2 separate regions of the Scatophagus argus genome follow, and region 2 is linked to region 1. Evidence: chromatin contacts called from public Hi-C data. All regions are on one chromosome and are shown on one strand. The core of a region is the stretch at or near the end of the contact, and the rest is flanking DNA. Distances in the headings are between cores, read along the strand shown. Region 1 holds the start of tprg1 (tumor protein p63-regulated gene 1 protein). Region 2 holds the start of bcl6aa (BCL6A transcription repressor a).

Region 1 (4,708 bases), core at 169-2,668:
ATTACTTACTGGCAGTAAACGCATATATCTGCAAAAAACTAATAGCAGGTAATATATTAGCTAAATGAAATGGTCTGATAAACTCTCACAACAACCTCCTTTTACATTTTAGCCCCCTGGAAAATTATGCATTGATCACAAGTATTTTATAAAATGACATGTTTAGTATTTTACACTGTGGTGGAGGAAGAATAGCACAACAAATTAGCAACATGCTAAAATACTTGGCTGAAAAATTTTACTAAAATGATTTGCTGATTTATTTTTTTATATCAGGATTCTAGATCATATATTTTTCTGTAAGCAGGATGATTTAACAGCTTCACACATTGTTTAGGCTTAATCTGTAAATGTATCAGGTGTCATGTAGTAATCAAATATTTTTAATGAAACATTTTCAACGTTATTAGCAGCTATATATTGTGACAAACTGCATGATGCTAACTCTGGCACAACACATCAAATGCTAACGTTTATATTTAATGTGGTACATGGTGCCTTACAAATGACATTAACGGAAATGAAAAACTACTAAAAAGCGAGGCCTACTGCTGTCAACTAAATGTAAGAGGAATTGCGTGTGAAGTATGATTGAGTAGAGGTGCCAAAACCCATAGTATTTAAGTAACTTTTAAGCAAAAGTAACTGGAACTTGTACCTAGCTTAAGCAGGCGGGCACTTCTTCAGTTTGTAAGGAACAAGCTGCAACGTGATGTGACATCGAGACGGCGGAAGTGTTTTGTTTCACTAACAAATCTTGACAGCACACAAAAGTGAAAGTTTTTACCCTCAACACGAAGAACCTCCTGACTTTAAACTGGAGCAGAGATGTCTCCACAGCAGAGATGGGAGTGTGCTGGGTGGGGGCCGCTGCATCCTGCGTTGCCCGCTCCTCAGTGTCCTCTGTGCGGGCAGCGGGCAGTGCGGCCTCGGGGCTGCCGGGAGAGGAGCTGATCTGATGCTGCTGCTGCTGCTCCTCACTTTGCACTCCTTCCTCCTCAACATCTGCCATGATGGGGCTTAACTATACATTTTTTTTTTTTAAAACAAAACATCGCGAACTGTGATATATTTATAAATTAATAATTAATTATCACTTCTATCAGATTTTTATCAGATTACATTTTGAAGAAAACAAGGAAGGACAATCTGTCTTCAGCCACCCCTCTAAACTGAAGTCGCTCCACAAATATCTACATAACAACCTTCGATCAATATTTCAAAATGATATCAAAAACTCATTACTAAATAAAGAATTTACATACCACAAAATATTGGGGTCGCAGAAAAAAAGCTGAAACGCAGTTAAAGAGGCGGAGGTAACAGGTGCATCACTTCCTTGTTCCGCGTCCTACATGTGTTTTAATGGGCGTAGACTGCAGCAGCGGCAGAGCAGGTTGAGTCAGAGAAGCGCACAGGCCTTTGCGTTGGGCCGAGCTGACATTCAAAGACACAAACCATAAACCACACGGTGCTTTAAGATAAGTTTGGGCAAAGTCACTCCGTCCGCCCATTCATGTACACAGAACTCATGTCGCTGTCTTTTTCACTGTGTGGAAGCGCATTTAGTCGCTCCAGAGTTCATAGCTGCTTATTAGAAGGCCATGAACATTCCCAAGGAGGGAGAGGTGTCTCTGTTTTCTTTCTTTCTTTCTTTCTTTCTTTCTACTATATAGCTGGGGATTTCCACATACCTTTTGCCATGTCTTTTGCAATGTCTGTTGTGCTTTTTGCTGGTATAAAAACGGTGTGAATGAGATTCTGAGGATTAAACGGGTGCTTTGAGATTTACATTCCAGTTGATGATTGCTTGCCTGCAGTTTTCTGAATGATGAACGGTTGAAATTGTAAGGCAGCTAAATCAACCAAGAGCCATTTTTCCCCCAGGTTTCATTATTTTTTAAAAAAAAACATTTGTTGAGCATAGTTTTGTAGTGATTTACGAAAAAGAAGCGTGAGAAGAAACTAAAAGAAGACAAAGTCAGTGACTATTTCCCACAAACCATGCAGTTTTAACCTGTTTTTATTTTTTACAGGAACCACACTGGAAGGATCCACTTTGAAAAACAACCCCTCCAGGTTATAAATACACTAAGACTAAAAGTGTTCATGTTGAGGAACAATCAGGCCTGAATGACTCTTGAAACAGTCCATACTGACAGGATGCATCTGGGTTGTATAGTGACAGAGCACTCATCGCCAGACCGGCTCTGGGAAATGTTGCATGTTCAGGGCAAAAAGTAGCACTGTGGAGGTGAGTCTATGCAAGGCTACAAACGAAAACTGGTTATACTGCTGTGTGCGTTCTCATGAGAAGGCTGAGTTGTACCTCCTCCAGCTCAGCCATTTCTGATGATGATCTTAATTACAGGATCACTCTTCTCATACAAATCATGTCTGTTTGTGACTCTGACACTGTAGTCATTTACTTTGTATAAATGTCCCAGGACAACGCAGGAACAGCCAACATGTCATATGTCATGATGAATGGGAACCGCATCACACACTACAAAAACATCTGTATAACATCAAAATTTTGCACGTTGTTTTGTCTATAGTTTTTTGTAGATCGTTTTGTCAAGGGATAAAAAATAAAATAAAAGATATCAGATCATTAATTTAATCAATGGGTTCCGCTTATTTCAATTGCTGTTCTATAACTAAAGGGTCTAGGCTGATATGAATATGAATATGATATATATAATAACTTATGTAGTAATATAAAGAACACATACCTGACACGCGGCTGCTGATTGTTTGTGCAACACACTATTCATGCTGTTTATGGAAGAATCATTTCGCTTTGATTTTCTCTCCCAAGCTTATGTTCCTGTCTTGACACCTTTTCCTAAAATACCAGTGAATGGTATTCACGATTCAACGGGACAATAACACAATCAAGGAAATGAGGGATGAACAAGAACACTGAATGACAATAAGACTACTCCTATCACAAATCTTTGAATAGCATCACCACTGAACCATCAGCCTGCATGTAAGCTGATGTTTTCTGACATACCATAAGACCACTCATTCCCAGTCGTAACTCTATCAGGGATCTCTTCCAGCACCTTGTTGGAAGTTCAAAACCAATCCAGTTGTAATCTGCAGCCGTCAAAGAAATGTAGATAGATTTTTAAAGTTGTTCTTTTTGCACAGTTTTTTAGCTACTCCCACAGACTACAGGCTGAGATTTTCGTGCTTTTTACTTCTGTGTAAATGGCCAGCAGCTTTCAGTCCACATTCCATTTAGGTTTTATTTTGGTTTGCAGTCAAGTAATTACTTCTAATTAATCCAGAGCTTCTCTTCTTCATCGATGGGTTAATAATGCATTTTCAGAATGTTTCTTCTGCTCAAATAGAGGCACTGATTAAGGAGAGTGGAATTTCTTTAGAATCTCAATGAAATCTGTAAATCTTGCCTGATTCGTATTTGATTCTGTGATAACAGCAGACTAAAGACCAGAGAGAAATTGAATAATAGTCCTGGTGCTAGTTTTCTGGAAATATCTGAGCATGACAGCACAATAACATTGGATTTCTGATGCTGCATGCTTTATGTAAACCAGTGAACTTAGAAACCCTTTGCCCTGTGATGCATCACATCATTTTGAGAAGCGAGGATAAGAGTAATCCATATTGTTGTATCTAGGCCAAGTAATCAACGCCGCATAACTGGAAATGTTCACTGTTGCCAAGCTGTAAATGTCGGTCTCTTGCATGCTGTTTTTTTTGGAGCTCTCTAAAGACATACATGTTTATCTCCGATGGAATTTACCATGAATTAATAATAATAGGTTAAATAATACATGTTATATTTCTGGTGGATGTTTTAGAGGAAACAGCGCAGCATATAGTGCACTATAATGGCATGGTGAGAAGTGCAGCATGTGTTCTCCTTTGCAGCTAAGTGCAGTTAATGTTCTCCAGTAACTTAATATTATCTTATAAATTTTGAAGTGTATCTTTAGCTGTTTTGTGTGTCATTGTTGTGGTAGAATGTAAGACAGTTTGCTTTGTTATATATGCTATACATATACAATTTATCCCAAACAGCTGAGTTAAGGATAAGCAGCTCTATACCTCTATTGACACTACTATAATTTAAAACTGCAATAATAAACATTTTTATAATAACAATGGATCAAACGTCCACCGACTGTATGAAGTATCGCCCTCTGCTCTACAGAATATTTTAGATTTCTTTGGCTCGTTGTTTTGGTTTTCTGGTCTGTAACTTTACCGTTTGGCTCACCGTCACTGCTGTTTTAGCATAATTTTCATCAGCAGCAGGGAACTGTTTTCAACAACAACAACAAAACTAGATTAGGTGGGAAGTAGATTTGGTCTTTCATTCTTTAATGAGACACAGAGAGCAATCCTAGACCTCCTCTAGTAGATATGGCTTATGAAATTTAAGAATCAGGCCAAGAAATGGTCCCACACAAAATGTAACAATAATTAGTGAGCTTTTAATCAGAATCAGAATGCTGGTGGATTCTGATAACTTTGGACGTCCTGTTTCCAGTTTTAATGCTAAGATAAGCTAACCATAAGAGGTGCATATCATATAAGAGAGTGCCTATCCCAAAACAGTGATCTTCTTAAAGCTCTTGTGAATGACTGTATTAATATTATTTTGATGTGTGTGAGTAATTTGTTTGTAACTTCACATTTTAAATATGTTGCTTTTAGGGGTGTCAAAGGC
Region 2 (4,746 bases), core at 515-3,014, 190 kb after region 1:
AACTAAAAAGACCTCTGTAGCTAACAGCATTATCTGTTTGGTGTTACAGCTTGGTTGCATCATGCCTCTCAGAACAAAACTCCACACTCACATCTTTGCTGACAATGAACACTGAAGTTGGCAGAAATTTGCTGTGAAACGAGACAAAAGTGTGCAGTTTATGAAAAAAAAAGTGAGGCAACCTCCGGGCCTCAGGCTTTTGTCAGTGGGCATTTCTATTCAATGACCCATCATGCACCAAGTGTAGGCAATGGTACGGCTTCGAGATGTTTCACACTGTGTAACAAATGTACAAGACTTTTTTTTTTTTTTTTTTTTTTTTAAATGTGCAGGTGTTACTGGCCAGGCAGACTTCAATCACTGTCACAACATGCTGAGGACGTGATTGTTTCTGAATGGCGGGCCGCCTAGACAAAGAAACAAAGACCCTAACGTCATGACCTGTTGTTTAATTATACAGCCGGAATGGAGATCAAGGATTAACCGATATGCTGGTCGTAATGTGACCATGTGCCTTGCGTGTCCTTCCTATCCATTTAAATAGGGGGGGCACAGATCAGCTACCCTGCACTTTCTCTGTCCTGTGTAAGTGGGTCATTTATTTTTGCTAGGAATTGGTTGAGTAAGAGTTTGCCAAGGATTTGCAGTAATTATCTCATCCTTCTATAGCCGGGCACAGCATGGGGCCTTGGTAAATTACACATCTCCCTCCTAACTCCTGGATGGTTTATGGCCGTGCATTATGCATAAGTGTGCTGGAGCGCCTTAAACATCCCCCAAGTGGATTGAAATAAAGTTGACGCTGCTCTTTGTTTGGAGCTCAAGATAGTCTTTATTTGGCGGTGCTGAATCGGAGATTGCTGTAAAAGCGTGTGTCTTAATTATTTTGGAGACTTTTTTCCCCAATGGCTTGTGAACACCTGGAGTGTTTTTAGTGGGATGCCGGATCCAGATGGGCGGATGTGAGGCAATCCACAGGGAAAAGTCGCTTACATTACAGTGAAGTGTGTCGTCACATAAATGGTTAAACAAAGAAAAGAAAGGCGCCGCATCTGATTCCTCTGGATGCTCAGAGCATAGTCTGTTGTACACTGAATGACAAAGGTAACGGGCTGATGTCGATTATACCTCATTTAAACGTTAGCTTGTACATTATATTTTTTAAATGTACATTTTTAAATCTGTCATCTTGATTAAAGATGTTATTGATGTAATTATTTTCCATGAAAATTTTTAAAAAAATGCTTTTTACACTTCTCTGTTCATTTTCATCATCGTCAAAGCAAAGTATTAGATCATAAGAAATTTACAAGATGTTCCTCAAGGATTTCATAAAATATAGAATTATCAGTAGATGTGGAGGAGTAGGGTCTTTAAAGTCCAAATGTGAATGGTTTTCCAAATTAAAATAGAATACAGATGACAAGCCTGTGCAATCGAGCATGTAAACACGTGTGCTGCGCTGACTTTGAATTAACATTAATAACACTGACTGGAATACAGTTCACGCTTCAGTCTTTGTTTGCCCACTCATCTTTACAATGATTTGAATATCAACTTATTCTCACAATATTTAACTCATACAGTACCAGCAGAGTATTTAAATCTAACTAGAGATTCTGTGTGTTACTTAGTAATACTGAAACTACCTCAGATTTTAAAATGAGACTTAAACTGAATCGACACTTTGACTGCTGTAAAGTGAAGTCTTATATGTTGTAATTTACTGTATTTGCTTATCTTTGTCATTCATTATCAGCTCAGCAAATGCTCCTTCTGTGTCAAGGAGTGCACGGGATGAGAAAAGACGGGGAATCCGTGGTTTGGAATCACCACAGACAAACTTTCCCAGGTGAGTCACTGACAGTAAATGCTTGCCCACAACTCATGAAATTAATAGAACTTTTCAGATGTTGTCACAGACGTTCTCAAACCAGGCACCGTAAACCATCTATTAACTGATAAGAGGTATGTGAATTCACACCAGTTCTCCTCTCCATGCAGGAACTACACATTTCAACTTTTCTTCAATGCCATCGGTTTAAACAAAGGTCTAAGTGGGTTCAAACTAAAAGAACACAACACGCGTAAACTGTTAACTGAAAAAAGACTCCATTTATTCTTGCACAACTGTGACATGATGCAACAGGGAGTACACGTGCCTTAAATTAAATAGTAAGGGGGGGAAATGCAGCAAGGCATTCAATTAATTTTCCAGGAATCAAATTAGCATTGTGTTTGTTGTAAGTGCACACACAACCTGATATGGACAATTTCAATCTCAGCCAAGCAATAGTAAATGAATAATAAGTTATCCACGCCAGGTGTATAATAAGGTATATAGCACCAGATATACAGAGACCTGAGCTTGAGGTTAAATATCACAATGTGTACAATAGGTCTCACAGACATACTCCAAACATCAAACCCGTCTGCTTGAGTTTATAACCAAGATTTGATTGCATGCATGTATTCGAACTTCTGAGCTCATGTTTTTAGATTGGTGATCCGCTCGCAATCATGCAACAAGTTTTCGATGTAATCATGAAGTTCATTTACAGAAGAGCGCATCTACAGTTAACCCAAGCCTTCGACTGATCCGCTGTCTTTTGGCACATCAACGTCTATAAAGCGTATGCATTAAAGCTTACATTCGCAGAGAAGAATTAAAAAAAAAAAAAAAAAACCTTCTGCCTAACAAGCGTCATTTCGACCATGCAAACCAAACCGCTTAACAATCACATCCACATGGCACACGCTCAACTGACTTCCCACAGACTCATGAAAAATAAATGTATTAAAGCTTTCCTTTTTCAACAAACCCCCGGTGGTGATTCGCAGCGTTCTTCATCTATGAAGTCAGCATACCTGCAGGAAATCTGCCTAAAAATGAATTCTGGATAAGAAGAAAGGCGAGCCTGTCACATCGACCCGTCCGCGATGGCCTAATTAAGATGTCGGTCTGTATGCTGCACATGTAAGGTCTGTGTGTTCAATGCGACGAAAGGCAACGAAACGATACATTGCTTAAATCATAGAATATAAATTAGTTCTGAGAATTTCGGGGGCAGGGTTTAAGGAACTGGTGACGTCGCCGGCTCGACGTCCTGTGACTGTGGATTCAACCAAAAGCAGGGGGGATGACATAAGTATGAAACAATTTCCAGCATTATTTTACAAAATAATACTTCTTATTATAGTAATTTAAACAGTAGAATTATGTAGCACTTAATGTAAAAACGTCAGTGGGCAATGCGTGTTAGAATAACCGATTTGAAAGCAAGTTGTTTTCACCCCATTAGAAAAAAACGTCTCTCCCCTGCCCCGAGAAAATGGTACGGTCTCAGGCTCAAATTCCGAGAATTGAGCTCGCTTGATTCTTAGAACTGGGGTTCTTAGAAGTGGTGATGCAAGAAGTTTCTAGGAAAGCGCTACCAGGTGATTTTTTAAATTCCTTTTTTCCTCTAATTTGGCGCGAAGTTATTATGTACTGTGTATTGCTGATGTTTTAGACATAGCTATTTGTCCAACTGTATCGGTCAAGTGTTGGTGAAGCCGGGGCTGTGTGTGAGAGTGTCTGCTGGCAGTTTGAACGGTGCACAGTCGAAACTCTGAAGTGGCTCCTGCAGTGACAGGCAGCGCGCCGCTCTCTTTGACAGATCATCTGCCTCGGCGCTGCGCTGTAGCGGCTGGTCGCTTTGGACCAGTGGGACAGACAGCAGCCTGCCTCCGCTGTAGCTTCCCAGACCGCTCTGACATGTCATGTTGTAAAGCTGTAATAGCGCTCGGGTCAGCTAACTACACCGTGGAAAAATGAGGATTTTGAGCGGTGTAAAGGTTATCCAGAGTCGCGGTTGTAGTATTTCACGGGTGGAAATAGTTAGCTGTGTGAACAGTGTGAGCGCAGCCTCGGCTTTAAATGCGCTCTGATTTAATGTCATTATGTTACGTTCAAGTGTCAACACACAGTGTGGCGGCGACTCGCGCGCTGTCACAAGAACTTTGCGGGCAGCATGGCAGCTTCAGGTTCTGGATATTTTTACTCCGCGGTCGCCCCGACGGTAATTTGCTCTAATGGAGCGCAAAACGCTGCGCCGAACAAGACATTCTCTTACCGTAACATTGTAGCGGAAACATTTGTGTTGATTGGGTGTGTGTGTGTGTGTGTGCGTGTGTTTTTTTTTTTCCACGGCTACAAGACACGTCTTCGCACCAATGTGCCTCTTATGTTTCCACTGTGACACCGTGCTGCATGATAAGCTTGCCCTCAGAACTACACCAAATTGAAAGCTTGAACTGAGATGCGCACAGAGTTGGCTTCAGCTTTCCTGCAAAGTGTTGCCTCATTTCTGTCCACGGACCGAGAGTTTCGGTTAGACTGTGTTTATGCTCATTAAAATTAGACCATATTTAAGCCAATAAAAGAAAATGCAAATAAAAATCAGACATCTACTGAGGAGCAACTTTTTGTGCTGACCAAAATCTGTGTTTTAATTAGTAGCAGTGAGATAAAGTAGATCGGTGGAAGTTATGCAGCTTAAATTGCATTTTCTGAAAATTAGACTTAACTGTGTTTACCATGACTCAATGTTTGTCACCACTTTAGTGTCTGGAAGTCGATATTCACTACCTTTTGATCAGAGGACATCAGTCTACGTTCTGTCCTTATTCTATTTTCGGACGTGTCCAGTCACAGACTTCAGCCTTGACATTACGTTTAACGTGCAGACTATGAAGCCAATTCTG

What was found. Hi-C and Micro-C count contacts between places; a contact is called where the count stands out from the background.
Region 2: a contact with region 1 is called in a Hi-C map of muscle, with 4 times the contacts expected there. The contact joins the promoter of bcl6aa here to the promoter of tprg1 in region 1. A contact is called at or near these places in 2 of 2 Hi-C or Micro-C datasets (both in muscle).

What each region holds. Positions count from the first base shown.
Region 1 is chr6:21,222,191-21,226,898 of fScaArg1.pri, forward strand. tprg1 (tumor protein p63-regulated gene 1 protein) reads right to left here and starts at 1,419. Exons shown (of 6, transcript XM_046391791.1): 1 at 1,266-1,419; 2 at 788-1,024. The coding sequence starts at 1,012.
Region 2 is chr6:21,408,498-21,413,243 of fScaArg1.pri, forward strand. It overlaps bcl6aa (BCL6A transcription repressor a), which reads left to right and starts at 1,765. Exons shown (of 9, transcript XM_046392362.1): 1 at 1,765-1,852. The coding sequence starts at 1,768.